Regions from separate parts of the Mus musculus genome. Here all the other regions are linked to region 1. The links are chromatin contacts, called in public Hi-C, HiChIP or PLAC-seq and promoter capture Hi-C maps. All regions are on one chromosome and are shown on one strand. The core of a region is the stretch at or near the end of the contact, and the rest is flanking DNA. Distances in the headings are between cores, read along the strand shown. Region 1 holds the start of Ror1 (receptor tyrosine kinase-like orphan receptor 1). Region 2 has its middle 62 kb from the start of Ube2uos. Region 3 overlaps Ror1 (receptor tyrosine kinase-like orphan receptor 1). Region 4 overlaps Ror1 (receptor tyrosine kinase-like orphan receptor 1).

Region 1 (7,750 bases), core at 3,898-6,397:
CATTCTTAATCATTGATAAATCATCTAGTACGCAGTGGCTGCTTAGTCTATGACAGGCATTATGTCAAGCTTTTGAGAATCAGTAACTAATTTAGCGCTAGGTGGTAGCCATTACTGTGTTTCTTTGCTGATGAGGAGACTGGAGTACCAGGACCCAAGTTCTTGCAGCCAATTAAGAGCAGCGGCAGGATGAAAATCCACATCACCAAGCTAGAGGAATGGCTATAAGAGTGTGCACTATAACCACCCTGCCACATGCTTTCTCTAAGAAGAAAAATTAGTCTTATATTCCTGGACTAAACCCAGAAAATGCCCCCACAAGGGTCTCTTATTCAACAATGTCATGGAATGAAAGAGAGCTTTTTTAAAAATGTGCTTCCTGTAGTTCCTGACACCACTCATGGCTATATTTTTGAGTATCCTCAGTGATGATGGTCTGAGCTATACATAAGGTAGAGGGGGAGTTCAGGGCAGAGGATTGCTTCCCCGTGTGACAGAAGTCTCAGGAGATCTCAGAGCTGGAGAAGGGGAGCTTCACTGTGTGTGCGCTCTCTCTCTCTCTCTCTCTCTCTCTCTCATTAGATATTTTCTTTATTTACATTTCAAATGTTATCCCCTTTCCTGGTTTTCCCTCCAAAAACCCCCATCCCATCCCCCCCACCCCCTGCTCACCAACCCACCCACTCCTGCTTCCCTGTCCTGGCATTTCCCTACACTGAGGCATCGAGCCTTCATAGGACCGAGGGCCTCTCCTCCCATTGATGTCCCACAAGGCCATCCTCTGCTACATATGCGGCTGGAGCCATGGGTCCCACCATGTGTACTCTTTGGTTGGTGGTTTAGTCCCTAGGAGCTCTAGGGGTACTGGTTGGTTCATATTGTTGTTCCTCCTATGGACTGCAAGCTCCTTCAGCCCTTTCTCGAGCCCCTCCACTGGGGACTTTGTGCTCAGTCCATTGGTTGGCTGAGAGCATCCACCTCTGTATTTGTCAGGCACTGTTGGAGCCTCTCAGGAGACAGCTATATCAGGCTCCTTTCAGCAAGCACTTGTTGGCATCCACAACAGTGTCTGGGTTTGGTGATTATATGTGGGATGGATCCCTAGGTGGGGCAGTCTCTGGATGGTCTTTCCTTCAGTCTCTGCTCCACACTTTGTATCTCCTTCCACAGGTATTTTGTTTCCCCTTCTAAGAGGGACCAGAGTATCCACACTTTGGTCTTCCTCCTTCTTGAGCTCATAAAACCAGATACACTGAAACTAATAGAAAAGAAAGTGGGGAAGAGCCTTGAGCACATGGGCACAGGGGGAAATTTTCTGAACAGAACATCAATGGCTTATGCTCTAAGGTCAAGCATTGACAAATGGGACCTCATAAAATTGTAGAGCTTCTGTAAAGCAAAGGGCATTGTTAATTGGACAAAACCAACAATTTTGGAAAAGATCTTTACCAATCCTACATCAGATAGAGGGCTAATATCCTATATATACAAAGAACTCCAGAAGTTAGACTCCAGAGAAACAAATAACCCTACTAAAAATAGGATAAAGAGCTAAACAAAGAATTCTCACCTGAGGAATACCGAATGGCTGAGAAGCACCTAAAGAAATGTTCATCATCCTTAATCATCAGGGAAATGCAAATCAAAACAACCCTGAGATTCCTCCTCACACCAGTCAGAATGGCTAAGATCAAAAACTCAGGTGACAGCAGATGCTGGAGAGGATGTGGAGAAAGAGGAACACTCCTCCATTGCTGGTGGGATTGCAAGCCTGTACAACCACTCTGGAAATCAGTCTGGCGGTTCTTCAGAAAAGTGGACATAGTACTACCTGAGGACTCAGCTATACCACTCCTGAGCATATACCTAGAAGATGCTCCAACATGTAATAAGGACACATGCTCCACTATGTTCATAGCAGCTTTATTTATAATAGCCAGAAGCTGGAAAGAACCCAGATGTCCCTCAACAGAGGAATGGATACAGAAAATGTGGTACATTTATATAATGGAGGACTACTCAGCTATTAAAAACAATGAATTCATGAAATTCTTAGGCAAGTGGATGGGACTAGGAAATATCCTGAGTGAGTTAACCTAGTCACAGAAGAACACACATGGTATGCACTCACTGATAAGTGGATATTAGCCCAGAAGCTCAGAATATCCAAGATACAATTCGCAGACCACTGTGTTCTCTGATCTGTTTGTGTCAATACCATCCTGGCAAAGACAAGGACTTGGTCGGGGGAAGCCTGCAAGAGAGACATTTCAATTGCTTGAAGTCTTTCTCCTAACCTACCACAAGACACAAGGCAGGAGTGATTAGAGGAGAGAGAGAGAGAGAGAGAGAGAGAGAGAGAGAGAGAGAGAGAGAGAGAGAGACTGGTGTGGGCTTAAGCCCAACCTTGGGCTGGTTTGTCTGGGCTCCAGACTTGGTTTTGGGCAGCTTTGTGACTCTGGGTGGGGAGGGTTTATCTCCCTGAATGCCACAGCTCTTTTATGTAAAACTGTCCAGGAGGGTGCACCAGCCCATCTCCACAGTCTTTTGCTACTCTCACATTCCCCATGTCTATGATTCTGTGATTAAGTCCCTGGAAGGTTTAAGTACTGATAAAAGTGCCATTAAGTTCTGTAGACTCAGTAGTGGCAGCTGTCTGTTACCTAAGATACCTGGTCCGCTGGGGGTTGGGAGGTCAGAGGCAGGCTGTGAGGACAGGAAGGCTTCCTGCCTGACAGCTTTTGACACTATCATGGAGGGAGAGCCACCTGTGCTGTGCATGATAATTGAGTTTCCTTTGATTTCTGGGCCCCAGCATACCGAAGCCAACCATGAAAGACACTTTCCCAGCAAGAGGACCTTCTGCCGTAAGTTCCCCAGGCAAGTGACTGGAAATAACGGAGACAGGACTGAGTGGGTCACAAGCACTGAGACTTGGAAGACACCAATTTGTGGGGATGAACTGGTTGTCCCGAAGGCCTTCTGTCGATCATTCCCTGACCTGAGGTCAGACTCACAGAAAGAGGGAAAACCATTAAGGCAGCTGGGGCTGGCTCTTGCTCTCCAGTCTTAGCAAAGAATAGGTGATTATTTCTCCCACAGGGGCTGGTTGTTCACCTACCTGCGGGCCCCAGGCTGGAAGTTTAGAGTCTGTGACTGCTGGGATGCACATTGCCTATTGCTCATGTTTCTGCTCTCCCAGCCTGCTCTCTGTGGAGCATCAGAAGCACGTGGGACAAAGAAGACAAGGAACTAATCAGATAAAAAAAAATTCTTCAGATTGTGGTCTAACTCTTGTTCACGGATCAAGTTCTTCTGGTTGTTGTTTGAGGAACCCAGGCAACAGAGACAGTCAAAACAGAGTTTTTATCCCCAGCAAAGTGACAGCTCATTATAAAATCCTAACGCTGAGTCCAAGAGGCAGCGGTGAGAGAGATCCCATCTAAACTCATTTACAGAGACCCTATAACATGCGGGGCTTCAGTTAAGGTCTTTCAGCCTCCTCATGGGAACAGGTCTGGGTATTGTCCATGGTTCATAGGGAGTGTGGACAAGTCATTCATTTTCTTTCTGCAAAACAATATTTTAAAAAAATTATTATCATTAATAATAATAATACTTATTTACTTTACATCTCACTCACTGCCCCCTTCCTGGTCACACCCTCCCATCATCCCTCCCCAACCCCTTCCCTTCTCTGAGCTGGTGAGGGCCTCTTGGGTAACCCCTACCCTGGCACATCAAGTGCCTTTGAGGCTAAGTGCATCCTCTCTCACTGAAGCCAGACAAGGTAGCCTAGCTAGAACATATCCAGGCACAGGCAACAGCTTTTGGGATACCTCAAACTCCAGTTGTTCAGGACCCACATGAAGAGCAAGCTGCACAACTGTTACATATGTGTGGGGAGGCCTAGGTCCAGCCTGTGTATATTCTGTGGTTGGTGGTTCAGTCTCTTGAGAGCCCCAGGGGTCCAGGTTAGCTGACTCTGTTGGTCTACTTGTGGAGTTCCTATCCCCTCAGGGGTGGCAATCCTTTCTCCTATTCTATAAGATTCTCCCAAGCTCCATCTGCTGTTTAGCTGTGGGTGTCTGTATCTGTCTGAGTCAGCTGCTGGGTGGAGCCTCTCAGAGGATAGCTGTGCTAGACTCCTGTCTCTGCACACCAACTTTTAAAACTGCAATATGTCTCACTGTCTATAATGCAGCAGGCAAGCAGAAGGTACTTAGTAGGAAGCCAGGTGACCATGGACAGATTCTGAGTATCTTTGTGTTCTGGGGAACAATATTGACAGGGGTCCTTAGCTACTCTTGCATCCTTGGAATCCAAGTCAGTCTGGCATACAGTGGGTGCTCACTTTATATGATCCAGGGTGTTCTTGGTACTGAACTCCCAAGAGCATTTATGAATTACAAAACCAATAAACGGCAAACCAGGAGAAAAAAATAAAAACACTGTAAGTAATGTAAATAGGAGGTAATAGACTTGCTTAGCTGAGCAAGAGCAAGAGAAATACACCGTATGTAAAGAAACAGAACACTTATGTGATATAAAAAATATTAAAAAGACAAACTGAAATATTACTCTGTTCATGTTCAGAAGGCAGAGAAACAACTTTCAGGAGGCCGGGGGGACAGTGACAATAAAGAACGAAGATGAATCTTCTCTTAATGTCCTAAAAGAAGCAGATCAGATGAGCTTGGTGTAGATGTAGTGGTCCTAGGATTAAAAACAAGAAGACACATGAGTCACTTGTATTTGGGCTCCCCCTTAAGCAACTTTTGGGAAAGAAGAAATTAAATGGGGCACGGTGTAATATCTGTACATGTTCCCTCACCCAAGGCAGTGGCAGAGAAAGACAGTTAAAATCTGGGCTTCCTAACTTATCCAGTCACACTTTACACTGGAAGCCCATCTCCCTAAAGTCCTTCTCCGTCAAAATGTCTCAAAGGTCCCATCAACATCAATGGCTGGTCCCCAGCGAGTGGGGGGTGGGGAGTGGGGTTGGGGGGGAGGGGGAGGGGGCGGAGGGGGGATGATGGGTTAACAGGAGGTGTGGTAGCTGCTTTCCGAGATGCCTTGGAAGGTGCGAGTCCAGGAGGTAGCAGTAGAGGGCGCTGGGACCCCGGCCTGGGCCCGCCTCTGCCATTGGTCCGGGCTGGGGCGCTGGGTTGTGGAGTTGGTGGAAAGTGACAAGTTGGGCGAGAAGAGAGATCGTGGAGAGCTGGAGGAGCCTCGGCTTAGTGAGCCCCGAGACCGCAGCTCCAGGCACTGGGCACGCTCTTCTGCAGTCGGAGCCGGAGACACACGGTTCGCAAGAGCGACACAGAGAGCCTAGGACTGAACAGCCGGCTGAGTCAGGGCTGCTGCGGAGTACCGACCGGGAGGAGCCGCGCTCCCAGGTCCAGGGCGGCAGAGCGGAGACGAGGGAGCAGGTCAGAGGGACAAAGAGTTTTGCAAAGGCCCCCCGGTGTCCTGCGAGTGCCTGCGGCAGGACGAAGTGACCCGGAGCCCTGGGCGAACCCGTGGATGTTCTGCGCGCCGCCAGGGAGCCGCCAGCACCGCCACGAGAGGAGGAATGCACCGGCCGCGCCGCCGCGGGACGCGCCCGCCACCGCTGGCGCTGCTGGCCGCGCTGCTGCTGGCCGCACGCGGGGCTGATGCCCAAGGTAAGCAGCGCCCGCGCCCGGGTTCCACCGTCCGCCCCCCCCCAGAGCTGAGTGCCCGGTGAGCGCCTCGCCGGTCCCGGAGCTGGTCATTCGACCGCCGCCTGCACGGGCCGCCCGAGGGAGGCCATCCAGGACTCTCTCTGAAGCTCGGCTGCGGGCTGGGCTCTGGAGGACTGGTCGTAGGCATCCAGCTGTGGTTGTCAGTGCTGACAGGAAGTGTAGAAGAACTTTGGAGGTGGTGTGTGTGTATGTGTGTGTGTGTGTATGTATGTTGGGGGAGATGCTGATCCTTTGCCTATCTCTTTCTGGATTCCTACCGCACCCCAACTGGGGTCCAGTTTATCTACTTCTCTATCCCAGAAAGAGTTTGTATTTTCAGTGGCGCCTCCGACAGAGCCCAGGCGGTCCGCGAACCCATACAAACAAAAGCCCTGTACTCCCAGGACTCCCTTGTCCTTGCGTCTTCTCTGTTTGGTGTTCGGAGCCTCCTGCCCTCTAGAGGGTCATCCTGCAGACCAAAACCTTTGCTCTTCCGCTGCCACTTTGTGCAGTTAGAGGCGGCCTGCTGCTCCAAAATACTCTGGACTCCGGGGTGCACGTGTGCAAGTGTGTGTGTGTGTGTGTGTGTGTGTGTGTGTGTGTGTGTCGAGGTGGAAGAAATAGAGGTCATCTAATGCATACTTGATTTTGGTCATCTCCAGAGACAATCGCTACAGTTAGAGAAAGCCTCCACCGGCAGCCGGAGCGTCTTAGTTCCCTGCGGGAAGCTTGGATCCTCGCTGGGTCTGAGCCTGCACACAATGAGAGGGAAGAGCCCGCTGCGCCTGTGGAGACAACCAATTCATTCTTTGGAAGTTAGAGGGGGAAAGTTGATTAAAGTCTCTGGGGGTCTTGGGCCTCACTTTTAACATGCATCCCTTGAGGGGGTGTTGGAGCCCCTGAACTCTTCCCGCCCCCACTTCCAGCCCCCAGCCTCTCTAGATAAACAGAAATATTTACCATTCATATCTTTACCATTCATCTGTAAGCCAGTTAGGGAAGAGTCTAGTTTACTGAACAGCTGGGGAAAAGAACCACTCACTGAATGACTGCTGAATTAGTTTCTACTAAAAGTTAGGGGTGACTTTCTTGGTACAAAGCTCTCAGCAAGGAAGCTGGGTGCGGATTTTGATCTCCTGGAGGTGACTCTGGGATGGGAGCAGCGCTCACCCAACAGAGTTCTGAAGTGTCGTTATTCTAATCTAGAGGCTCCACGGGGGGGGGGGTGTGAATACAGTTTCTAATTTCCATTAAGATGCACATCAGCAGGGGTGCTCTATCTTAAGGGAAAACCCTGATGAAATGTAAACAGTTTGCTCTCCTGGATGTTTTTGCTTGGGGATGCCAAACATCTGGCTCTTCGCCACTACACCTGGGTGAAAAGCAGAAAATGGGGCCGTGCTGCCGACCCGTGTCCAGCACAATTGGGGTGATGGTACCTAAGGCTGGATTCCTGGCCTGGGGGCCTTGATTAATTCCATTGTTCCTGTGCGCTCCTTTACTTTCTCTTACCCTTTCATCAGCCAGTGATTTTGAGGTCACAGCCTCTGCTGATTGGGATGGGATGAGATGGGGGATGTAGGGGTGTTTACCTTTTTTGGTCATCTGTTTTTAAAAAAGCCACCCACGCAATGAATTTGCCAATGTAAAAACAATACCGTTGTCAGTAGCTACCCAAAGTTCTCTTTCCTTCCTGTTCCTTATTCTAATAATGGGTTCAAACCTGTTGCTGTCTTACCACGTCTTAAATCCCTTTTCATTTTTGTAAATCTCTGTTCTGGCCTGAGATTCCTAAGGCAACCCTGCCTGTCAATGGCTCAGGACATAAGCTTGAGAGGAGATATATTTTATCTATTAAGTTATTTTAAAAAAATTAAAAATGGATCAGTATTTCGGTATTTCTCTCATCCCTTTTCTATTTGATTGGCAGGGAGGAGAAAGCCTTTATGTACATAGTTTCTGACCTGCTAGTTGTTGATCCTCCCAGCTACCTCCTACCTGCCCAAAGGTATAAACACTCATTACTGCTCCCAAGAGCTCCAGAC
Region 2 (7,750 bases), core at 1,877-4,376, 490 kb after region 1:
TTGACATTTACTAATTTGAGTTTGGATTCTTTTTTCTTTTCTAGAGATTAAGAATAGGTTATTTATTGGAGAGCACTCTGGTCATGTGTAACTATAAAATTTCCTCTTAGGATTTCCTTGGCCATATCCTAATTTTTCTCATCTATTCTCATTTTCTTTTTACTCTAAGAATTTCCTCATTTAGTCCCTGATTTCCTCAATAACTCATTTCCTAAATGATAATGTTATTTCAAATGGGTAGTATTGGTTGGGTCAGTGAAATGGCTCAGAGGGTAAAAGCGCTTGCTGCCTGAGGTGATGCAGCCCTGACAGCCTGGTTCACTCCCCAGAACTCATGCAAAGGTGGGAGGAGAGAACTGGCACCATAAACGTATCCTCTGGCCTCCATATGCATGCTGGGATACACGTACCCAGCAACACACACACACAGTAAAGCACACACTAAAATGATAAGCAAAATTTAATTTTAAAAATTGTATTGTTGTGCTGGGGTAATGGCTCATGGATAAAGTGTTTGCCATCCAACTGTGAGGACCAGAGTTCAGCTACCCAGAACCCAAAAAAAAATCTGACCAGGCATGGTGTCCGCCAGTAACCACAGCACTTGGGAGATGAAGACAGGGAGGCTTGAAGTAAGTCGACTAGCTAGACTAGCCAGAGTTGGAAAGTTCCAGATTCAGTGAACCCTGATTCAGTAAATAAAGAGAAATCCAGGTCACCTTACAGCAACTTCAAGCTCCTACCTGTGCATGCTCTTACACACGTACACTTGTATTCATACATGTACAAATGCACATGCAGATGCATCACACATGATGCTCTCGTAAAGATAAGTGTGTCGTTTGATTTCCAAGCATCTATACGTTTTCTGAGGTTTACTAACTTTATTGGGTTTTGGTTTTGTTCTTGTTTGTTTGTTTATTTGTTGTTTTTTTATGCTTTGGGCTTTTGTAATTTCTCAATTCCTTTTTGTTCTTGGTCAAATTATTAGCAAGGGTTGAAGTATATGAGGAAATATATGTACTTTCTGCCAAGCCTAAGGGCCTGAGTTCCATCCCTTAAAGACTATGTAATAGGGGAAAGACGAGTCCTGATAATTGTTCTCTGACCTCCACAAGTTCTCTGTAGCATGCAGGTATGTATGTGCACACATGTGCTTGCGTGTGTGCCTGCACACACACACACACACACATACACCAATGTAATTTAAAATTTCTGCCACACTATTCTTCATTTACCTCTGCGGCTTCCTCTGAGTTCAGCTCACTCTTGTTTTCAGTTTGTTTCAAGCAATGCTTGTTTGGGAGGGGTCCTCGAGTTAGGTTCTCACTGTTTGATCTACTTGCATAGACTTAACTTCACCCTCTTGCAACTGGGAGTACAGGTGCATCCCACCGTGCTAGGCTTAACTTACTCCCCCAGCCCCAATTCCTTACACTGGAAGCTGATACCTAAACTGAAGACTTTTCCCCAAACCCAAGAATTTAATCCAACAGACTTATTATCTTTAATCCAAAAATCCTGCCTACTCTCCTCCGCTCCCTGCAAAGTGAGAGCCAACATGCAAACAATTTCCGGTTTTAGGGTATTTCAGATTTCAGAATGTCTTGGATTTGGGGGTTCCTGGTTAGGCCATACTGAAGTTGTAATGGCTAAGCAAGCATTCTGAGACACTTCTGGACTCCACATTTTTGGAAAGGAGACCAACCCTGAGTAAAGTCCCCCTCAGTTCCTCTTGCTTCCCTGGCAATCCAAGGAACTGTTATGTTTCAAATTTTCACTAAAACTAAAAGAGGCCTAATTTTGTTTGTATTCTTTGATCCATGTATTATTTAGAAGTTGTTTTTAGTAAATATTTGGAGATTGCCCAGAGATCTTTCTGCTTTTGATTTCTAAAATAATTCCATGTGGAACGAGAATGTTTCCTAAAATATCATAAGAGTTCTTTCATTACCAAGCTATGGCTATATTTTCTATTTTTAGCTGCCAATGGAAAAATATGTCAAAAATACATGCAAGCTGAAATAGAAACATTTAGAAACAAAACAGTTCTAGTTTGAGAGAATTTCTTACTCTTTACCCCACAGGCAACAGCAGGGGTTGCTGGTGGGGGATTCCAAATTTGGAGTCTGACATCAAGAGCCAGTCACATGCTTGCAAACTGTGGCCAGGGGATAGGAGTTAACCCACTTTCACACTGGTTTCTCTAGTCCAGCAGGATAGGCAATAATGAATGACACCTCAGTTGTTAAGGCTGCTGAGAAGACCAAAAAAAAAAAAATGCACAAATGCATTATAAAATACTAAAAGCAGCGGCGCAGACCTGCAGTGAGCCTTGTGCATTTCATAAAAGAAGTTGTACTTCTGATAATTCATCTGATAGACTATGATAGAAAAATCAGTTTCCAGAGACCTGAATTCAAACCCATCAGCTACACGGATGGCTTTGAAGAGCATCCATACATAGCACTTTGAGATGCATTTTGGTGGGAGATTTTTCTTAAATCTGCCCCTGGGGTGTGACAAGCCATTTAGTTAGGACACCTATCGCTGGAAGGGATCTCTTCGCCTTCACCACATGAGGCGAATCTGAAGCTCAAGTCTACACGAGTGTGAGTTCCAGTTTTGTGACTCACAGACTTCCGAGAAGAGAGTAGGAGAGAAGATGGGAAACTTAACTTCTAAACATCCCCCCAAAAACAGTGGTATCGGTATCACTACAGCCTAAGACAGCTTTAGAAAATCTGCCTTATTGTTCCTACTCCTCTCTCCCTGAAGGTGGCGCCCGTTAGCCGCTGTGCCCGTGCTCAGGCTCTGAGGTTCCCAGAAGCCAAGCACTTTGAAAGGCTGGCAGAAACCAAGAGCATTTATGAGTGGGACCGCTGTGCTTCCCTAGGGAAGACGTTTCCACACCGCGGGAAAGGCTTTCTAAGAGGAAATTACTCTAGCTTAACGATAGTGCTGCTCGGTAAAGTCAGAGCCAACCTGGAGAAGTCAGTCAATCCTGCCTGTCAGATGCCAGAGCCCCTGTGATCCTGCTCAATGACTTCCAGTGCCTAATGCCCGCCCTGGGAGGAGGGGGCGGGAGTGCCCTAGGTACCAACAAGAAAGCTCCCGAGCCTGATCTCCACCCAGAGCGCCTTTGCCTCCTTCTCATTACAGGTTGGGAGACTCTGAGAACACTGACAGTTCTTTTCCCTTCCTTGTCCCTTCCCCTCCCCACCCCCCTTCTCCTCTCCCTCCCTATTACCTTTCCTTTTATTCCCTTCCCTTCTTTCCCATCCCCTCCCTGTCTCTCTTCTCCCTCCCCAGGGGAAAGAAGGAGGAGGGAGAGACGCTCAAATCTTGTACTAAACAGTTCCATAGCTTAACCACCCTTCCAAACCTGTGTTCTTTCCGACTAATCTGATATCCAGATGCCAAAGCAAAGCCCACGTGGTTTGAGGTTTTTATCAGGCACGCAAAGAAAAGCTAGCTCTTGTTTGCTGCACACTGCTCTGCAGAAGAGCTGCAGGCCCCTTTTTGCTTTTATTTGTGGCCTCAAAGTCCAGACCCTCTCCCCTGTTCTTCGTCTTATTTTTGAGTTCTAGAGACCACACTGGAATCCAAACGGAAAGCGATCCCCCTAAAAGCCAAGGATAATTAAATTTACTAATTGAATTTTGTTTCAACAAATACAATTACAACATGCAATATCATCTCCTGGGGCTTTTTACATGTCTCAGGGAGGAGCCCTTGGTAACAGTGCTCCCCTGATAGAGAAAAGGGCTTTCTGCAGAGGAGAAACGGTGTGTCCCAGGCAGGTGTGCTCACAAGCCACTAGCCATTTCTAAGGGAACCTACACACTTAATATTGTCCTGGCTAACTCTACATGTGACAGACAGTTACGTTACAGCAATCTAAAATAAACCCAATGTCAATAGGGAAGGTTATTAAAAGGATATATTTACTTTAATGTTCACCAAGGTTTTAATATCTATGGATCCCCATATTATATGACTGATAGGAACACACACACACACACACACACACACACGCATAGGCACAGAGAGAGAGAGAGAGAGAGAGAGAGAGAGAGAGAGAGAGAGAGAGAGAGAGAGGTAGCAGTCCAAAAGAGGCTTAAAGAGACAGAGATTCATTTTCCTCTCAAAATCAGAAGCTCCAGGTCGCTCCTGCTCCTCTCTTGCTCCCTTGCTTTTCCCTCCCCCTTCCTCCTCCCCATTCTCTTTCCCCCTCTCTCTCCACGTGCTCATGGCCAACCTCTATTCTCTGTGTCTCTCAACTACCCTCTTAACTCCCCTCCCCATGCACTGAATAAACTCTATTCTATACTACAGAAGAAGAAGAGGAAGAGGAAGAGGAAGAGGAAGAGGAAGAGGAAGAGGAAGAGGAAGAGGAAGAAGAAGAAGAAGAAGAAGAAGAAGAAGAAGAAGAAGAAGAAGAAGAAGAAGAAGAAGAAGAAAGAGGAGGAGGAGGAAGAGGATAAGGAAGAGGAAGAAGCAGCTGCTCTGGGTCAGGTGGGGCTGGCCCCACAAAGCTGGTGGTGGGTTGACACTACCAAGGGCCAAGCTTGCTTCTTTTCCACACTTCTGTATGTGGAGTGCTGCCTTTTGTTCCAGTGCCTTTCTCAACAGGGCTGCAAGAGCTCCAGACTTTACCTCTGTTCAAGACTGAGGGGCTAAGAAAGCAGAAAGGATGATGATATTGGTTCCTATTTCCATTTAAAGCAACAGGCTACCGTAAGATGTATTCAACGCTAGAGAGCAAACTTTCCAGGAAATGTCGGCTTCTCTGTTCATCCATTCAGATATTTACTTATTGTGATTCAGGGGGTAGTTTACACCCTCTGCGCTAAAGCAAGGCTATGCATTCAAGGCTAGCCTGAGCAAATTAGTGAGGCCCTATCTCAAAATAGTAAGGAAAAGAGAAGGCTGGGGATGTCATGTGCTTACCTAGCATAACGCAATACCCAGTACCACCTAAAATAAATACATGTTTAATACATGTTCTCTCTCTCTCTCTCTCTCTCTCTCTCTCTCTCTCTCTCTCTCTCTCTCTCTCTCTGTGTGTGTGTGTGTGTGTGTGTGTGTGTGTGTGTTAGTGTTTCCATTTTTTTTTTTAAATCTTAAAGTTCTGGACATTTACACTTCAGTTAGGAGACTGAATATCTTGGACAGCCTAGGGCAGAGGGCTTTAACATCTCCTAAGAAATTGATATGAGTGGTCCTAAAGCAAGGTTCTAAGTCACATTTTCAGTCCAAGAATGGCTCAGAACACAGGAACTGTAGAATGGCTGGGCCTATTCTGATCCAGAGTTGCCTGTATTCTATGGAGGTTTGGAAACACCTCCTAAACTAGAATAGCAGACTAAATCACTGAGGGATGGACTGCAGAAGCTGCTGGTTTAAGACCAAAATCCAACCTGACCTGGCATTCTGGGAGTTGTAGTTCTTGGAAAATAACAAAGCCATAAACTGGCCAAATGGTTTTGTCCTTTAAAAAAGCCCCTATGACTCATGTCTCAATACCACTCATGGAGAATTCCAGAGGGTGGTCTTAACCAAAGTCTATTCTGGTCAGTATTTAATTAAAGTTTGGCTCAAATTTGGCTCAAAATGGTGGAACTGATTTATCTCTTGCAAATCGAAGGATTAATACTAGGACTGGCTGAGTCCAGTGGTCCCAGACAGTAATGGCTGTGTCCAGGAAAAGCTGCCATCTAAAATTCAAGAGGTGGAGCTAGGCTCCAAAGAGCACTGTGCTCCATGGACTAGAGCAGTTGGCTCCTCATCTATGGGAGTAAACAGGGCGCCGTGAGACTGGAACCTGGTAGAGAGGAGCCATCATTCAAGACTGTGCCCGATTATAAAAGTTGAGCCCCAGGACTCTGTGAAGACTGCTGCTGTGCCTCAGTGTCCAAGGGCTCCAGGTGTGCATCTCAGCTGGAGCCTCCCAGCAGCTAGGGTCATTGCCACTGTTCAATAAAAGACTGGTGGAACCCAGAAAAGCTCTATGCCCCTTTTTTCATATCTTTAACTTGGGTTTGCATCTATTAATTTAACCAAAACCTAAAGAGCCAAATCAGAAGACACCTGGAGAGTGTTCCCAGCCTCTCTAGATAGCTATTGGAAAAGGGAAGGACACTATGTAGATCAAGAGGCAGGGCTGTTCAGGTAAGAAACAGACTGCAGGAGTTTGGCCAAAACATTCACATGGTATCCTACTTCGTTCTGAGGGTGAGGGTGGGGGCATAACAGACAGACATGATTCCTAGTAAAGTAAAAGTTTTGAAAAATAAAGTGAAAGAATTAATCCAAGAAGCCTTAGAAACTTAGATCTAAATAGATGTAGCCTTCCAAATTCAATTTGTCTTCCGCTGTGAAAAGAGACTAGGTGACTAAGTGTTTATTTTTTAAAAATAATAATAAGCTTATTTCGAAGACACATCCATGTGTTTACTGCAGCACCATTTACAATGTCCAAGGTAGGGAACCCATGTAGCTTACAGGGATGGATAAGGAAAGCATGACAGGTACACACTGTGGACTCCCATAGAATACTATACAGCCACAAGATAGATTGAAATCCTTTCATTTGCAGCACCATGGACTGAAGAAGGTGAGAAGTAAAATAAGCCAGAAACAGCAAATGCTGCACATTCCTCTGAATGGGCGGCTGCTAAAAGATTAACCTCACACTAGACAATTGGATAATGGTTGTCGGGTACCAGTGAGGGTGTGGGAGAGGGGTACATGGCATAGACAATGGCTAAAGGATGGCAGGTGCAGTTGGATATGGAAACACAAACTCCAGCATTCTATAGCACAGAAAAGCAGCAGTTTAGAAATCATTAATGGAATGCTTTGAGTAAGCAAAAAAATCTTAGGTGGTAGACACACAATTACCCCATCTGACATTCCACAATGTACCTGCAATGAAATGTCATACTGTGCCCTCAAATTAATGCACAATTACTATGTGTCTGAAAAAAATGTTTAAAATGAAGATTTACCAAATCAAAGAAAGAGGTTAATATGTGCACATTAAACTAGCGATAGATGTTCCCAAAGCTTTTAGATAATTTATCTTGAAGTCAAGTCACTCGGGCTGTCTCCCTGTGGACCAGCTGTGGTTAGTAACTCTGGTTGTTACCTGGACTGGATTGAGAAACACTTACACACTTGGATTAACACACTCCTAAGCCTGTGTGTGAGGACATCCCCAAGATGATTGGCATGTGGGTCAGGGAGCTGAATGGGGAAGGGCTGACCTCAATATGGTGCACGGTTCTGTGGGATGGAGGCCCAGATGGAACAAAAAGCAGCAGAATGGGGAATCTTGCCCACACCACTGGCTCCACCCTTCTCAGTTTGTATGTTCTGACTGCTGCCATCAACCCATGGACCTTAGACTCCAGCTCCTTCAGCCTGGAAACCTCACATCAGCTACTCTCCAGGGATAGGGGCTGCATCACTGGGCCATTTCCATCTGAAGGCTTCTAAGGTCTTGGACTGAGCTGCTATTGGTTACTCCGACTCTCGAGCCTGCAGATGGCGGCAATGGGACTACCCACCTCTCATCACTTCACAAATCCCCTTAAATTCTAGGTGAATGCTATTGGTTTTGCTGCTCCTCTATAAAACCCTTGATAGTATACCAGGGTTCTCTAGTTGAGGGCACAGACCCCAATTATATCCATCTGAACATCTACAACAGTATGATGACACGTGTCTCTTTGATCACAAAAGT
Region 3 (7,750 bases), core at 3,405-5,904, 340 kb after region 1:
CACCTGGCAGTCTTAACCACACCTTTAGATCCTTTCCCCTGGCCTTTTCTCCTGTCTCCTTCCTTTCATGTCTCTTTCTTCACTTCCCTGGGGGAAACATCTATTTTCTATTTTCTCTGTCTCGTTCCATTCTCTGGTGGGCCTGTAGCTGCCCCTGGGTAAAACAACTTATCAACGTGGAAGGACCAATCTCAAGCTTTAAAGTTCATCCGGCACCCCAGAGTTCCCATGGTCTGTGCCTAACTGTCCTAAATACACACACACACACACACACACACACACACACACACACACCAACCCCAGTGTATTGCTAGGAGGTAGCATGATAGTCTTCAAAGAGCTGGGATTTAAGAGGTAGAAAGATTGGATTACAGATCTTGGCTCCATTATCTACTGGCATGAGATCTTAAACAAATCACTTACTCAACACTTCTCTGAACCTTTATTTTCTCACCTGTGAAGAAGGAAAGATAAAAATAGTACTTAAGAATGTTTCTGACACTTTGAGGTAGAGTGTCTGGCACCTTGCAGATAGAAGTAGCTAGAAATTCCTATTATTTTTGGTTCCAGTGATAACTACAAACTTGTCTGAAGCCAGCTGCTCTGAATAGGGCAGTGTGGGTTTAGAAGAAAACAAAAAGATGAAGCAAGCCCCCAGCACAACTGGGAAGAAACAGAGGCAACAGAATCCGAGTTAAGACATAGACCTAACTCTTTGGACAGCTGGGCGGTATAAATTCCTGCCTCACTCCCATAATGCATTAGGGCATCCACCCCTCATCTCAGCTGGAGAGCCTCATTCAGAAACTGTTTCAGAGGAATGAGCCCCATCAACAGGGACCATGAAAGGACTGACTAGTGTACTTCATCACTGTGTGTGACTGTGGTATTTCCACAGACTTTGTATAATTTCCTTGCGAAGAAACTCTCATTTGAGTCTAAGTTTGGGTGGGAAAAGAAAATGAAGCTTGAGATTAGAATTTTCCCAAAGTCCCACAGCCAGCAGGAAAAGCCAAACCTCCAAGCCAAGTCTATATGTGTCTAGGGCTCAAAGACTTCCTCTTTTCATCCACTGTCTTAATTTTCATGTTTGTTGACACTCATGAGCCCATAAGACCACAGAATGATCAACCTGGTATCAAAATTCATAACTGGAGATCAGTAATTAGATTAGTGACTGGAGATCAAAAGCAGAGGCTGCAGAGTGGCGTGGTAGTTAGGAGTGTGTACTGCTCTTGCAGTAGAGAGGGGTTCAGTCCCTTGCACCTATATTATGTAGTTCATAGCTTCCTGAAACTCCAATCCAGAGGATTAGACATCCTCTTCTGAACACAAGTACCTGCACTCATATGCCCTCATGCATATATACACATACACACATCCCTATTCTTAAAAAAAGAAAATACTGACATTTGTTTGTTGCATTTCTGAGTAGAAAAGAAGTTTTACCATAGGCACTCTAAAGAAACTCCCCCAGAATCAATACCAGTCACTACCAAATACTTACATGATTAGACAGTTACACTGCAGAGAAAAGAAAGATGTTTAAATTAAGTCCCTTTCAGAGAGATACAGATCTAATGTGGCAAAGTCTGGGTTCAACCTCCCGCTAGAATTTGATTGTATTAGCCAGAAGCCTCTTAGTTCATCTGTAGGCTTTGAACCTGTCCATAATCTTCCCAAAGGCTGGCATCTGAGCTCTTAGGATGTAGTCATATCTGTTTTATCAGTGGAGTTTATTGTTTCACAAACCTAACATTGTTTACCTAAGAACCAAGAAAGCATGAGGGGAAGAAGGTAAGCTCTGAAGGTAAGCAGAGTACACTTGCTAAGGCACCTTCCATTTAAATGTTCCCCCAGGATCTTGTGCTCATTCAGTCAAAGGTGCCATCCCTAGGTTCTGTTCACGTACCCAGTAATCAACAGAACAGTGTAATAAGGCTAAGTTCATAGACCAGAACCTTCTCCAGCTTTGAACATTCCACTTGCCTGCCAGTAGTCGCCATGGTTTAAAGATGGAGACCCTTTCAGGCCTCAAAGGAAAATCGCCACCACCCTTTTCCAGAAAAGTGCTCGAACTTCGGGATCAGACTTACCTGGGTTTGAACTTTGGCTCCATCATGTAAGGGTTGTGCTAACTGCTGAGAGTCTTACTGTATCATTCATGAAATGGAGAAATCATAGGGTGAGCCCTAGAGTACTATGATAAGGGTTAGGTCCAGTTTTGGAAAAAAAAAAAAAAAAAGCACTTATGACAGAAAGACAAGGAGGTATGGTAGAGTAATTGGGAAAGGATATCTGAAGTCTGAATTGAGACTCCACTAGCCATCGACTCAGGCCCTGGAGCCTCGTCAGCCATTATTACCCTCTTGATGTTTGGCACATGGCTAGAATTCAATATGTAACTTCTATAGGCTGAGATTATGACATTAATGTAGGGCTATGTTTCTTCTAACACACAAGTCACTATGTAAACTCTGGCTATTCAAGAGTATTAGTATCTATGTTAACATAGGACTCATTATATTAATGTAAACTAGACCAGTTCTGTGGCAAGATATAACCAGTCAATAAATACATCTTAAGTAACTGGGTTTATACTGAAGGCATAGCTCAACTATATCAAGAACCTTGAATCTCATTAATACCACAAGGCATATCAATATATTATAGCACAGAACATGAGCCAGGAGCTATTCACTGGTCAGTAACTTTCCAAAGCATCTTTCTATGCACCTTGCTTGGGTCAGAATTGCTCTAACACGTGCACTGTCTAGGCAGTTCTTATGCTTGCTTAGTGGAGATGTGCTGGTTGGTACCTGAGAGTCAGAAAGGAATCTGTCTCCAAGGCAAGGAGATCTCAGAGAAAACTGCTGCCAAAGAGGGTATGTCCCTCTTCCTACATCCCACTATCAAAACTACACCTCTCATTTTGGTAGGGCCAGAGACTGTTCCATCACTCTTAAGATAGGCAAGCACAAATGACATGGTGTGGAAACCTCTGCCCTTGCAAGTGCTTGGGTTTCAGTACAATCTGCTTCTCAACAAAACAAAACAAAACAAAACAAAACAAAACAAAACAAAACAAGCACCATGGGATTGCAGTTAGCCTGGTCGTCAAAGCATGAGAAGGGGCTTTGCTTTGGGTGACAGGGAAGGCAGGGGCTGCAGAGAGAAGCTTTGGGTAAGCACGTGGATATGAACTTCAGCTGTCCATTAGTACCCACTCTTGGAGCCCCCTTCCTGTCTGGGGCTGCCTTCTGCTCCCATACTACACTGTAGCTCTGTCCAGTGCAGAGAAGTGCAAAGTCTCAAAGCAAGCTTCGTATTATAGATGGAGAGGACCACATAGAATCTTACCTCACTTCTTAGGGTAATCTAGTCACCTATGCAAAAGGAGGAAGAGAAAGCAAGCTATCATCTCACCTGCCCTGCCTGAAGACCATTTCAATCCAATTCTCACCTGAGGTGAAACTTTCCCAAGGGAGAAAGATATAGTCACTGAGATGACTCTTGATACCCATCTGTGCCCATCTCTATATGAAAAATAGCTTTAAAACTCTGTCCATGGCTCACCAGTTCCGTATCACACGTTAGAAGACAGGAAAGGGGGCACCCCTACTTACTGCTCATCCTTCAGTCAAAAGGTCACCACCATCATTATCCTGGTCTCAGGATCCGTGTCTTAGCCAGACCTAGACCAGACACGTACCAGACTTAAATGCTCTTCTCTTTCTTGTCTGCAAAGAACTCATTGCCACCACAGTCCAGTGGCTGTCTATAAATGACTGGGAGAAGAAGCCCTATCAGACCCTGGCCAATGTATCAACTTCTGCATCAACTTTTCCCCTCCCCCTCCATCAAAAATTATATAATTTTTAAAGCTGAACTGAGGCAGATGTGTGTTTACTTTGAGAAGCAAAAATGTTAACATTTAAACTGAAAGCCTGTTTCGGTTTTAAGGTACTTAATTGCCTTACAGCATATAATAAACGCAGCCCATCTTGTCATTTAACTAATGGAGGGAATGATGGAGAGATAGGAGCCCAGGACCCTGTTCTTTCCAGGGTGCCTTTGTACTTAGTTTACTTTGGCACTGTGCCTCGTGTGTATTTTACACTTCTTTACATTTTGTACATCCCTGTATGACAAATACTTGTCAAACAAAAACTAAACAGATTTATAACCCCTTAACTTGAAATGAGCCAAAATTGAACTGCCAAAACTTTATGACTTCATTTTCTTTCATAGTCTTCCACTGCATTGGTTCAAACAGACAAACCCCACTTGAGGTCAAGCCGAGGTCATTTCACTTTCATTACTAAAATATAATTTACAATATGCCAGACCTAAACAAGTTTAGCCTAAAGGGTTTGTATAATATAAACCATCTGTTCCTTAACAATACAGCTAATTTCCTGCCATCTCCGAGCAGTCTACTGACGGCTTCTTTTAAGGGGTTTTATGATTTTTTAACTAGTTTAGGATTTATGTAAAATTTGAAAATGGGTCCGTAGTTAAGATTCATTTGTACCAAGTAATTTGAGCATTTTTTAAAATGCAAATCGCTGCGTAAATGGCTCCCCTGAAACCAAGCTTAGAGTGGGTGTTTCTGGCCATTTTCTAGGCTAGCTGCCGCACAGGTGTTACAAAGGAAAGTGTTGCTGAACTCAGCCAGTTTAGGGATTACCCTACTCCTTCCCAGAGCAAACACTCAAAGCTGGTTTAGGGTGACTCTAGTAAACCCTTCCTTAGGTAAGTTAGAGAAAATACACTTAGCTACATGCCTGCCTAGCTTACCTCTGTTGATGAGATATGACAAGATGCAACTGGGTCAAAATGTAGCCTTGTATGTGTATGACTAACTGTTTGCAACACCCTAGAGTACAGGCCATTATTCCCAACTCCCAGTAAGTCTCAGAGACCTGCTCAGTCTCCCTGGCCACCACTCTGCCTGGCCTTGCTGGCCAAAGCTTCAGAATGGCTGTCCTGAACATACTCTATTTCTTCTTTCACCCTTCTTCACTTATGAAATAACAGAACAGAGTTCTTGCAAAGGTGAATGGGAGAGAAGGAATTAACTTAGGGGGGGAGTGGAGGGGCAGCTCCAAAGACTGGATGCAGATGGGGGATTAGGGAGGGTGACCAGCCAGGCCATTGCCACGGTCCTGGTCACCCCTTTCCTTCCTTTTCCCAGAAATTTGGCCTGCTCTTCTCTCTGCCCAACCCAATCTCTGCCTCCACCTACACATCCTAGAAAGAGGAGCAGGCTGGCAACTCCGCATCTCAGGTGCTGCCAAGATGCAAAGGAGTTCTCCATCAATTTGAAGAAAACTTTTTAAAAGAAGCTCAATGACTATATCAGAAGATAGAAAGTCTAGCAGAAGATAGAACGCATATAAAAATAATAATAATAAAGGGAATTACAAGGACTCTGTAGAACTAATTAAGGCTGTATGCAGATCTAAATCACTCACAAATTTTAATCTACTTCTGGGTGGCAGTAGAGAAGTTAAAAGAAAAAAAATATCAAGGTCATGCAGGCCTGTGGTAAGTCAGTTAATATTGGTTAAGTGCTGTTCGGGAAGTAACTAGTACTAGTAGAAAACAGCAGACCCAAGATGCAAACTCCAAAAGACAGGGCTTTTGCTTGCATTCAAAACTCACTAAATCATACTTTTTCCGCCACGGGTTAACTTGAAAGATGTGTAGAAGAGGGTACTCTGGTTCTGAGAGTCCATTAATTTATGTTCTGATTCTCCTTTTCCTGAGACTTTAGTGTTCAATCTCTTACCCTTCTCTATCACCAAGACTGGAAATCCTGTTCAGGACTAAAGGTAATTAACACAGACTATGCCGTGGAAGAGGTCAGCGTGTCTGTCTGAGCCCCTTAGGTTATTTTATTACCATCAGCTATCATCAGAACCCTCCCCTCAGCGGCATGCAGGACGGACTCGGCTTGGGTTACTCTTACCAGAAAAACTCATATCATCCATGCTATGACAAAGAGAGGCAGTTTAATTGGTTGCATTTCTCATAGCCACACCTTCTCTCTCATAGGAAATCCTTCGGTTCCCACCAAATCACACCCTAGAGGCTGTGGATGGAGCAAGGTGTTAGTGTGGGTTTAGCATGCATGAGGCCCTAGATTTAGTCAACAGAACCAAAAAAAAGCAGAAAGAAACAATCTAGACCAGTGTTTCTCAACCATGAGAAAACATATTTCTGATGGTCTTAGGAGCCAAGACACTGCTCAGTAGCAAAAGTAATTCATTTCCACCTGTTATATCAATGGCTCTCAACCTGTTAGGCGCCACTCCTTTTGTTGTACAAAGGCCCATTCACAGGGGTCACCTAAGACCATCAGAAAACACAAATATTTACATTATGATTCATTAACAGTAGCAACATTGCAAATACAAAGTAGCAACAGAAACAATGTTATAGTTGAGGGTCACCATTACATGAGGAGCTATTATTAATGGGTGATAGCATCAAGAAGGTTGGGAACCACTGGTCTAGACCATGTAAACAAAATAGTAGGCAGACCTATAGTAGCAGAAAAGAAATCCCTGATTAGTCAGATGGAAAGATTAACCCAAGGTCTTAAATTTAAATATCTCGCTAATTAATGTTATTTAATCTAGCCCTAAAATATTAAAGTGTAAAAGAGCATGAGATGAAAGCCTCTACCTGCACACCCTCTCTTTCAGATCCCTGCTTAGATCCTCGCTGGTAGCCATTGCTGTTTTGAGTCTCCTTTTAACAGCTTTCTAAATTTTCTTATGCATGTGCAAGGAAACCCAGACAGGTTCTCTCTGTTTCCTCTCTTTTATACAAAGGCCGTGCATGGCCATTTAGCTGCTTTGCTTTTTATGTTGAACTACAAGCAGTAGAATTTGAGAGGTCATCCCATGTCTCTACATAGAAAGCTCCCTTGTTCTTTTCCACAACTTTAGAATATTCTATTTAGTAGCCACCTCCATTCCCCCAAACACACTTGGGGGGTGGGGGGTGGGGCTAGGAATTAAAGTTAGGGTCTTGCAAATGAAGACACTCTTTTTTTAAAATTTTTAATATTTTTTATTACGTATTTTCCTCAATTACATTTCCAATGCTATACCAAAAGTCCCCCATACCCCCCCCCACTTCCCTACCCACCCATTCCCATTTTTTTTGGCCTTGGCGTTCCCCTGTACTGGGGCATATAAAGTTTGTGTGTCCAATGGGCCTCTCTTTCCAGTGATGGCCGACTAGGCCATCTTTTGATACATATACAGCTAGAGTCAAGAGCTCAGGGGTACTGGTTAGTTCATAATGTTGTTCCACCTATAGGGTTGCAGATCCCTTTAGCACCTTGGGTACTTTCTCTAGCTCCTCCATTGGGAGCCCTGTGATCCATCCATTAGCTGACTGTGAGCATCCACTTCTGTGTTTGCTAGGCCCCGGCATAGTCTCACAAGAGACAGCTACATCTGGGTCCTTTCAGCAAAATCTTGCTAGTGTATGCAATGGTGTCAGCATTTGGAAGCTGATTATGGGGTGGATCCCTGGATATGACAGTCTCTAGATGGTCCATCCTTTCATCACAGCTCCTAACTTTGTCTCTGTAACTCCTTCCATGGGTGTTTTGTTCCCAATTCTAAGAAGGGGCAAAGTGTCCACACTTTGGTCATGAAGACACTCTTAACCCTTGAATGACATTCCCAGCTTTGGTTGAGACTGGGGTTTGGCCCAGGCTCCTATCAAA
Region 4 (7,750 bases), core at 2,447-4,946, 260 kb after region 1:
AGAGTCTACTGGCCCAGCCAGCAGATCCTGAAGGGTATTTGACAGTGGGAGGATACAGTTCAGTTCATACACCTGCAACCAGCCCTGCAAAGGAGACAGGAGGATGCTCTGAGTACTTGTGTTAGCTGGTTGTTCAGAGAAATCCTCCTTATCTTATTATTATTCTCACTGTTATAGATAATACACATAAAATTTGTCATTTTGACCATTTCCCAGTATACAGCTTGTTAGGAAGCAGGCTTTAGCTACCTGGTTGCTGAACCATGTTTTTACTCTAGCAAGAAACCTTGCCCTCCCTTAGTAGGTTCTCCCCTCTCCTCACAACACTAATGGGCTTTCTGTCTCTGGTTTGCCTAGTCTTGACACAATACACAAATGCCCATGGTGGGTCAGTCAAAAGGAGTTCTCTTCCATTGTCTGCCAGGGCCCAGTCTGAGTGGGCTACCCTTCTCCCTCTCTCCTGCCACACTGTCCACCACTGAGTTCTTGGCACAGGAACTTTCATTTGTAATCTCACTGCTATCTTCCTCCCTGTACAAAGAAGCCAGTGGGTAAATCACCAAACCCTGGGTCAGTGACTGGAGGACAAGGCCAGACCACAGCTGAGAATGGAGAGCCTTTGCAGGGAGGGGTCTTTCTTCTACAGCGATAGCATTGACTCAAAGGCATTTCAGACTGAATGATACCAATGTATCATCCACTGAGCAAGGTCTCTGGTCCACAGCATCATCCACTGAGCCAGAACCCTGGTCCACAGCGTACCTTTCAAGGAGGTTTTTGTTTCCCTTTCCTGGTAGGGCTCTGCTTTCTGTGGCTTCTCTTTGCATTGTTGGAAATGGTTCAAAGAGTTTCTCTTGTGTCCTCGTTTGCCAAGGAAATATGACCATTCTCCAGGAAATGGGCTTCTGATGGAGAACCTGGATCGTTCCTGCCAATTTTTAGCATCACCAGGGACCCCAAGGTGGAATCAAGAAGCCCAGTTCTTTTACAGCCTGTGTTCCTGCTCTGCCACACCCAGCGCGGCATAGAGACTGGGAAGGTGAAAGTGAGGGGGATGTTGTTAACAGGGGCCAATGTCAATATGTTTGTGGCGAGGGCAGGGCGAGGGCCTGAAAGTCTGATGGTGACAAGAGCGCACATTAGTGTTTGAAATAGGACTTAATCCTAGTTCAAACAAACAGCATTGTCGGATCCCCTAGGCCTGCCAAGGAATAGGGCCAGGGTTATTTGCATCTCTCCTACCATGAATCTTGGGGGTGTGGCACTGTATTTGTGACCTAGCATCAAATGTCCTCTTGTGGATGGAGTAGTTTGGTGTGTGGTATCCACCAGGGAGTCAGAAATGAGCCAAGCCCAGATCTCAGATGGCTACTGTCTGACTTCCACTGAAAGTCCAGGCTGTCCCAAATGCAAACTCAGAAGACAACTTCACAGAGTATTCCTGCTGAAGAAGCAGCATTAGCAACACTTCAAGAAACCATGGAATTAAAGAGCCCATGCTCTTCACACTAACCTCACCAGCTTATATGTGCCTTCTTCCCAAATCCAGAAGCTGCAGATCACGTCCCCCTCAGCCATACACCCATATGATTCAATGTCCTTCCTGTAGGTAACTAACTGTGTGTTCAAGGTTTGTAAAGCTTTCTGGGCTAAGACAGCAGCAGAACAGGGGAATGACAAGAAAATACTATTTGCATGGAGTCTCCACCAGTCAGGTTCCCAAAGCCCTCCTCTGATGGTCCTTCTCTCTCCACTACCCTGTGCTGTTCTCATTCTCTTTATGGGAAATAGACTTGTGATGCTTGCAAGGCACAGGAGACACTCCACAAGCCCTGTGTGGAAATTCTCTGCCAGTAAGTTGAAACAAAACTGGATCTTTATCAACACTGATCCCTAAGAACTGGACTTGCTGAGTCTATTCACTCCCACCTCCTAGTCCCCCCCCCTCCCCGAATGTTTCCATTGGAAATTCTCCACTTCAGTGGGAGTGCTTGGCTTAAATGAAAATGCTTGGCTCAGGGCGGGGGCGGGGGATGCTTGGCTTGGTGGGAATGCTGGGCTTAATGGGAGTGCTTGGCTCAGTACTCTTGAAGACATTTAGCACTCGCCTCACAATTAAGACATCGCAACTCCACAAAATGTTTCATAAAAGTTCAATGCAATTAGATCATCTGAAGATGGATTAGCCTGCCATCTGCACAACATTAAGAAAGATCACATTGGCAAATGACAGGACTTCTTTGAAAAGATCTGAGGGAAAGCCTCTGATGAGCTCTCTCCAGTGGGTTCCCCCATCCCCAGTGGGTTAACAGGGCATGCAGGAATGGTAGACATTCTTTTGGATGAAATGCTGTGTCAGAGTGGTGAGCTTTCCCTGTAGCCCCACTCCAAGGCTGGGCGTCCTTCACTAGAGGTCAGCATAAAAGGAGTTCTGTTGCTGCTCCATGGTTCTCAATAGAGTTACAGCCTGCAGCCTGACCAGCACAGAGACGATAGAGTCCAGTGCAAGGAACTGGACTCAGGAAGGTGAAGGAAACCAACCTATGCTTGTTTGTTCGTTGGCTGGCCTGACTCTGGTTTTGGTCTTTTGCTATTGGTGTGGTTGAGTTGTTTTGCAGTTTGAGAGATTAGACCCTGCCTTGCACATGCTAGACAAATTACCACTGAGCACATCTCCAGCATTCATTCTTCTTTGAATAAGAATAGCTTGCCTTTCTTTCAAAGGGAAACTGCTACATGGCCACTCTTAGACAAAAAGAGTTGCTACTTGACCAAGCCGGCCCCTGCGGTATACACGAGGATCAGCATTTGCCCCTAAGCTACTAGACTGTTCATTTACAGGAACCCATAAACCCCTGTACTCTATACATCCACATTCAACTTTTTTAGGAACTGCCAGATAAAACTACAAACTACAAAACAACTCAACCACACCAATAGCTAGCCAGGTAAGTCTAAACATCTTCATCCAGGGATTTCAAAGCCTCTGAGGTGTGCCTTACATCATTTCCTTAACTAGTTGTGAGATGGAGGTTAAAGGGGCAGAAGCAGATGTGTGGGCTTCCTGATAAAGGCTGGACTTGAACTGGGTTCTAAGATAGAGGGGATTAGGTGAGGCATGCAGTATCCCTCACAGTGATGATTCACAATTCCAATCCCACACTCAGGAGATGAGTCAAAAGGGGTGTGTGTTTGAAGCCAGTCTAGGCTACATAGATTATGTCTCAAAAAAAAAAAAAAGTAATAATAATAAATAATAATGGCAAAAGCCTTGGGAGAGCTGGTTGCCTCTTGTGTAGACTAGAAATGGGGGATGCTTTAGGAAATGATGTAGGGCACACCTCAGAGGCTTTGAAATCCCTGAATGGAGATGTTTAGACTTACCTGGCCAGTTATGGACAGGGTTAGTTAGGAAAGTCCACAACAGGTCATGCTGCCTCTGCAGGCTGATACATACCATCATTCTTTGCTTCTGTTACAAAGACTAGATTAGGCAGAGGTAGGAGAGAGTCCCCTGAAAGCAGCTGTGCCCTTTGTGTGACAACAGGAGAGTTATCTGGCCTCTCAGGACTGAGGGTTTTTTGTTTGGTTTGTTTGTTTTTTTTGTTTTTTGTCTTCTTCCAGACAGTAGGTGGCTGTGGCTAAGCTCTGTGTTTGTCTTGTATGTGGGTTGGAAGGACAGTCCCTGGCATGTGGTAATAGTAGAGGTGGTATCTGCCAAGTTTTTGTCAGTGTCCCAGGGCACTGTACTAAGCACCCAGCATGGCTAATTTCATTTCATGCTCCCAGTAGCCAGAACTTTCTGAAATGCTTGGAGACTCTGACTTGGGGACATACTTTCTGTGTCTGATCAAACAATAAACCTTGTGGTACAATTAGAGCCAAGCACATTCTCTGAATGTTTGAGTTCTAGTTGGGAAACCCATCCCTCCTTCCTCCCTCTTCTCTGTTAACCACCCTCTTCCCCAGTTAAGTTCCCTCCCAGTTGCCCTTCTGCCCTTCCTAGAGCCTATGTCTTCTGAGTCCCCTCTCTAGAGTTCCTTCTCCCCTCATCTACCATGACCCCTTTCTATTTTCCTGGATTCTGTGATTACTTCAGGTTATAAACTCACATTCAAAGTCTCAGAGCGAGGATTCACAAATTAGAGAGAACATGCCGTATGTGTCTTTTTGACTCGGGGTTCCCTCACTCTGAATATTTTTTTAGCCTGTTTTCTAGTTCTGTTTATGATTTTCTCTAGGAGTTTCAACTTTCCCATTTCATGGAAGTTGAGGTCTTTGCTCAACTCTCACCGACTTTTTGTGAAGGGTGATAGATATGGGCCTAATTTTATTCCTTTTCATGTGAACACCCAACCTTCCTGTCACCATTTGTTGAAGGTGCTGTCTTTTCCCCTGTGTACATTTTGGCATCTTTGTCAAATATCAGATGATCTAATTTAGTGCACTCTTAATTTATCCCATTGATCTCCATGGCTGTTTTGTGCCAGACTCACATTATTTTTATTGCTATACCTCTATACTATCTATAGCTTGGAATCTGATATGGAAATATCTCAGGCAAATTTTGGGGGATTTCTTGGGGTGGGGGCATAGACAGTTAGTACCTCCAACATTCATGTGCAGGAAAAGACTTTCTGAATAGAACTGCATTTGCTCAGAGACTAAGGTCAAACTGACAAACTGGACCTCATAAAACTAAAGAGCTTCTGTAGAGCAAGGAATCAGCCCATCCAGGGGCCACGAAGTCCACAGAGTGGGAGAGTATCTTCCATATGAATTTCTTTCCTATTTTTGTCATGGGAATTGTTATTGGGGTAATTTACATTGAACCTATAAATTGCTTTTGATGAGATGTTCGTTTTCACAATATTAATTCTGTCTATCCATGGGATGTCTTTAATCATTCATACTTGCAAACATTTAGAGAATAAATTACAAGGTTTAAAAACTGTGCCTATGTCTTCTACCTCGATGCCAGTATGTTTTCCTTCTGCAGGGGCTGGCAGTGCCTGCCACCCCACTCATTAGCTCACCACTGTCACCCCACTCATTAGCTCGCCATGAAGAGAAGTTCCTTTAACTTTTTTCACAGCCTTCGTTTTTCCAGCCCTTTTGGTGGGATGCTGACAGAAGCATCTTCACCGACTTCCATTTTAAGACTGAGGTGGGATTACTCATGCTCTATGAAGCACACAGATACGGTGTGCACTCAACAGAGGCTGGTACAGAACAATGTATTCTAGGACCATCCTCATGCATTCTCACATGGCTACAGTAACTGACCAGGTAGAACCTCTTCCTTGCTTCCTTTCCATTGGGTATTTAGATTCTTTTTTTTTTTTTTTCTAAATTCACTATCTATCTCTCATTTACCAATATTCGTGTTCTCCTAAAATGGCTTTCCCAAATCATCTTGTTGGGTTGTTTTCTAAAGAAACATTTGTAGCTGATACCACCTTTGCCCTCTCATGCTTGTGGTTCTGAGAGCTGGTTCCCATGCATCGGTCTGTCTGGATTCCTATTATGGTTCTACACACATCTTCCTGGAAAATGGGAAGAATGCATGACAATGTCAGCAAAGACCTGTGACAAACCATGGATATGATAGTCTGGTAGATTGCCAAAAGAAATTATCACTGTTCTTTTTCGTGTGTGTGTGTGTGTGTGTGTGTGTGTGTGTGTGTGCCCTCTGTGCCTTAGTTCAGGCCTCTTCCTTCCAGTGATTTCATTTTGGGTCTCCCTGCCATCTGGGACTCCCTGCCCTTTGCCATGTAGAACCCCTGCTCATTGTGGCTGGAAATGATGTCCCTTGTGTCACTGGATCTTATCTCGTGGGGTAGCTAGGACCCTGCAGAGCTATTTGAATTGTCTATCTGTTTCAAATCAAAGCCCCAGTCTTTTGTTTGGGACTTAGAGTAAGAGTTCCCAGAGTTCTTTGAAATTGGACACTCTTGAACACACCTGGAGACACCAGTGAGCCAGCCCACAGGTTCCCTGGTTGACAGACACACAAAGCTCAGGGCAAAGGTGAGCTTTTCGTTTCTTCTCCGGGTCCTTCAATTCCTTTGAAATCTCTATGATTGTCCCCTTCATGGATCATTCAAACAGCTGCAGGAAATCCTCAAGCTGTGTTCTCTCCAGATAAGCATCCAGGTCAAAGGGAAGACTTCAACATGCCTTCTTGAGGAAGAAGCCTGCTTAAGTTTAGAGGAAGACATGGAGACGAAGGTGCCACTCAGGCATGTGTGTGCTACTTTGAGTAGTTGCCCATACTGATGCCCTCTGAAAGGTTCAGACTTCAAGAGAACATGGAGGCAGTGCAAAAAGCCTGTATGTTATATCTCAGAAATCCTATGGTTAGTTATTTAGTTACTTTCCCAAAAGGAGGAGCGTAGTTCACAGGGTGAGTGCTTGCTGCAAGGCTCAGGCTCAATCCCTGGCACCAAAGCAATGAGAAGCAGTGTAGAATGTTCTAAGAGTAACACATTTCTTTGTCTTTGCCTCAAATTACATCATGAAAGTTCAATTTTTCATCCTCATGCCACTTAGAAGCATCACTAGTTATGATTTGATATATGTTAATTTTTCCAATTTTTAATTTATTATTATCATTTTATTTATTATTATAATATAGAATGTGGATGATGTGCAAATGTGTCACTGTGCCAGAAGACAACTTTGTGACATCTGTTCCCTCTCTCCCCCTATATTTGGGATCTGGGGCTCAAACTCAAGTCCTCAGGCTTGAGAAGCAAGCACGTCACCTCCTAAGCCATCGTGTTGGCCCTATGCCGCCTATTTTTGAGGGAACAGTGGTTACCTTATATTCTGAAACAGTAGGGAAATAGTTTAGACTGAGCTTTAGTGGATCATTTTAAAAGCTTGAGTTGATTATTTACAAGGAATATGGTAAAAAGCAAGTTCAATTACCTGAGCCTCTGTCCGTGGTTTATAAAACAGGAATAATATATCTACCCTAGAGGATTGTCATAAGATACAAAAGAGCCCATAGCATGGCAACATGGTACCTGACACACAACACAACAAGACAAGTATTTCTCCCCCAATAAAACTGCAAATGTTAGTATGGGGAAGGGGAGCAGGATTATAACCGATATAAGATGTAAAGTTAGTTAAAAGACCGGTCCACAGCCCCTTTGGTTTATCATTGTTGAGTAACCAATTGCAAGTCTATCATGAGAATGAAATGCACGCTACAGGTTACAATACATCTCTGCTTCATAACGCTGGGGCAGCATTCTTGAGCTCCACCTGGCTTAACAAATCCCTTCCCCCTCTTCTTGTATGACTGTTGCAACCCCGGGCCCTGAGGGCAGTGGTAGAGATGAGCCTGCCACGGACTAAAGCTGCCTGCAAGCCCTCTGATGCTCGCCCAGGGGCCTGCTCTGTGAGTAGCAGCATCAATGGTGCCTTTGTTCCACCTGCAGTGTCTGGCCCACAGCTGAACCCAAGCCGCTGGCTCTGTGGGGTAAGCTTGACCCAAGAAGGCAATCAGTGCCAAGCTGAGCTCCCCACCCCTTCCCCCACCTGGCTCCAGCACAATGGTTCTCTCCACCGGGGAAATGTCTTGGGGAATACCCATGGCTCTCCCTTGGGCATTCTAGGTCATTTCCAGTTTCATGAAGAGAAATGGCTTGAAATGCAGTATCATTGCCAAAAAAGGGCAGAGCCACCGGTGTAGAATTGTAAGTTCCTTTCTAATTAATTACAAGACACAAGTGTCTCT

Evidence for each region. Promoter capture Hi-C pulls out the DNA fragments that hold promoters and counts their contacts. A called contact is a pair of places that touch in the nucleus more often than the background predicts. HiChIP or PLAC-seq counts read pairs in DNA pulled down with a chosen protein or histone mark.
Region 2: a contact with region 1 is called in a promoter capture Hi-C map of hippocampal neurons, with 2.6 times the contacts expected there. The contact joins the enhancer-like site here to the promoter of Ror1 in region 1. A contact is called at or near these places in 6 of 39 promoter capture datasets (embryonic stem cells, hippocampal neurons, liver and 2 more), 1 of 15 datasets of contacts at CTCF or cohesin (the NIH/3T3 cell line) and 2 of 115 datasets of contacts at active chromatin or transcription factors (neural tube and stem cell-derived neural progenitor cells).
Region 3: a contact with region 1 is called in an H3K4me3 HiChIP or PLAC-seq map of embryonic limb bud, with 4 times the contacts expected there. The contact joins the enhancer-like site here to the promoter of Ror1 in region 1. A contact is called at or near these places in 11 of 39 promoter capture datasets (the HPC-7 cell line, HPC-7-derived erythroid cells, cranial neural crest and 6 more), 1 of 15 datasets of contacts at CTCF or cohesin (the NIH/3T3 cell line), 8 of 115 datasets of contacts at active chromatin or transcription factors (cardiomyocytes, craniofacial prominence, embryonic basal ganglia and 5 more) and 2 of 9 other capture datasets (embryonic stem cells and macrophages).
Region 4: a Hi-C map of muscle stem cells shows a contact between it and region 1, with 2.8 times the contacts expected there. The contact joins the enhancer-like site here to the promoter of Ror1 in region 1. A contact is called at or near these places in 7 of 39 promoter capture datasets (3T3-L1-derived adipocytes, cranial neural crest, frontonasal cranial neural crest and 4 more), 1 of 15 datasets of contacts at CTCF or cohesin (the NIH/3T3 cell line), 5 of 484 Hi-C or Micro-C datasets (the HL-1 cell line, cortical neurons, liver and 2 more), 13 of 115 datasets of contacts at active chromatin or transcription factors (craniofacial prominence, differentiating embryonic stem cells, embryonic basal ganglia and 9 more) and 2 of 9 other capture datasets (embryonic stem cells and liver).

Annotation. Positions count from the first base shown.
Region 1 is chr4:100,090,644-100,098,393 of GRCm38.p6, forward strand. It overlaps Ror1 (receptor tyrosine kinase-like orphan receptor 1), which reads left to right and starts at 5,148. Exons shown (of 9, transcript NM_013845.5): 1 at 5,148-5,666. The coding sequence starts at 5,576. It overlaps Gm35701 (a long non-coding RNA gene), which reads right to left and starts at 5,000. Exons shown (of 3, transcript XR_376465.2): 1 at 4,835-5,000; 2 at 4,582-4,716; 3 at 2,114-3,570.
Region 2 is chr4:100,585,620-100,593,369 of GRCm38.p6, forward strand. No RefSeq gene overlaps it. Among named protein-coding and RNA genes, the nearest start is that of Ube2uos, 62 kb to the left of the region's middle. Within about 2 kb of position 3,127, at least 61 of the 459 cell types and tissues checked have an H3K27ac peak or open chromatin away from gene starts, as enhancers often do. A contact at or near this core is called in hippocampal neurons and neural tube, where this site is marked.
Region 3 is chr4:100,431,682-100,439,431 of GRCm38.p6, forward strand. The region is part of intron 8 of Ror1 (receptor tyrosine kinase-like orphan receptor 1); the gene reads left to right. Among named protein-coding and RNA genes, the nearest start is that of Gm35760, 42 kb to the left of the region's middle. Within about 2 kb of position 4,655, at least 4 of the 459 cell types and tissues checked have an H3K27ac peak or open chromatin away from gene starts, as enhancers often do. A contact at or near this core is called in embryonic limb bud, where this site is marked.
Region 4 is chr4:100,348,290-100,356,039 of GRCm38.p6, forward strand. The region is part of intron 4 of Ror1 (receptor tyrosine kinase-like orphan receptor 1); the gene reads left to right. Among named protein-coding and RNA genes, the nearest start is that of Gm35760, 41 kb to the right of the region's middle. Within about 2 kb of position 3,697, at least 23 of the 459 cell types and tissues checked have an H3K27ac peak or open chromatin away from gene starts, as enhancers often do. A contact at or near this core is called in hepatocytes, liver and muscle stem cells, where this site is marked.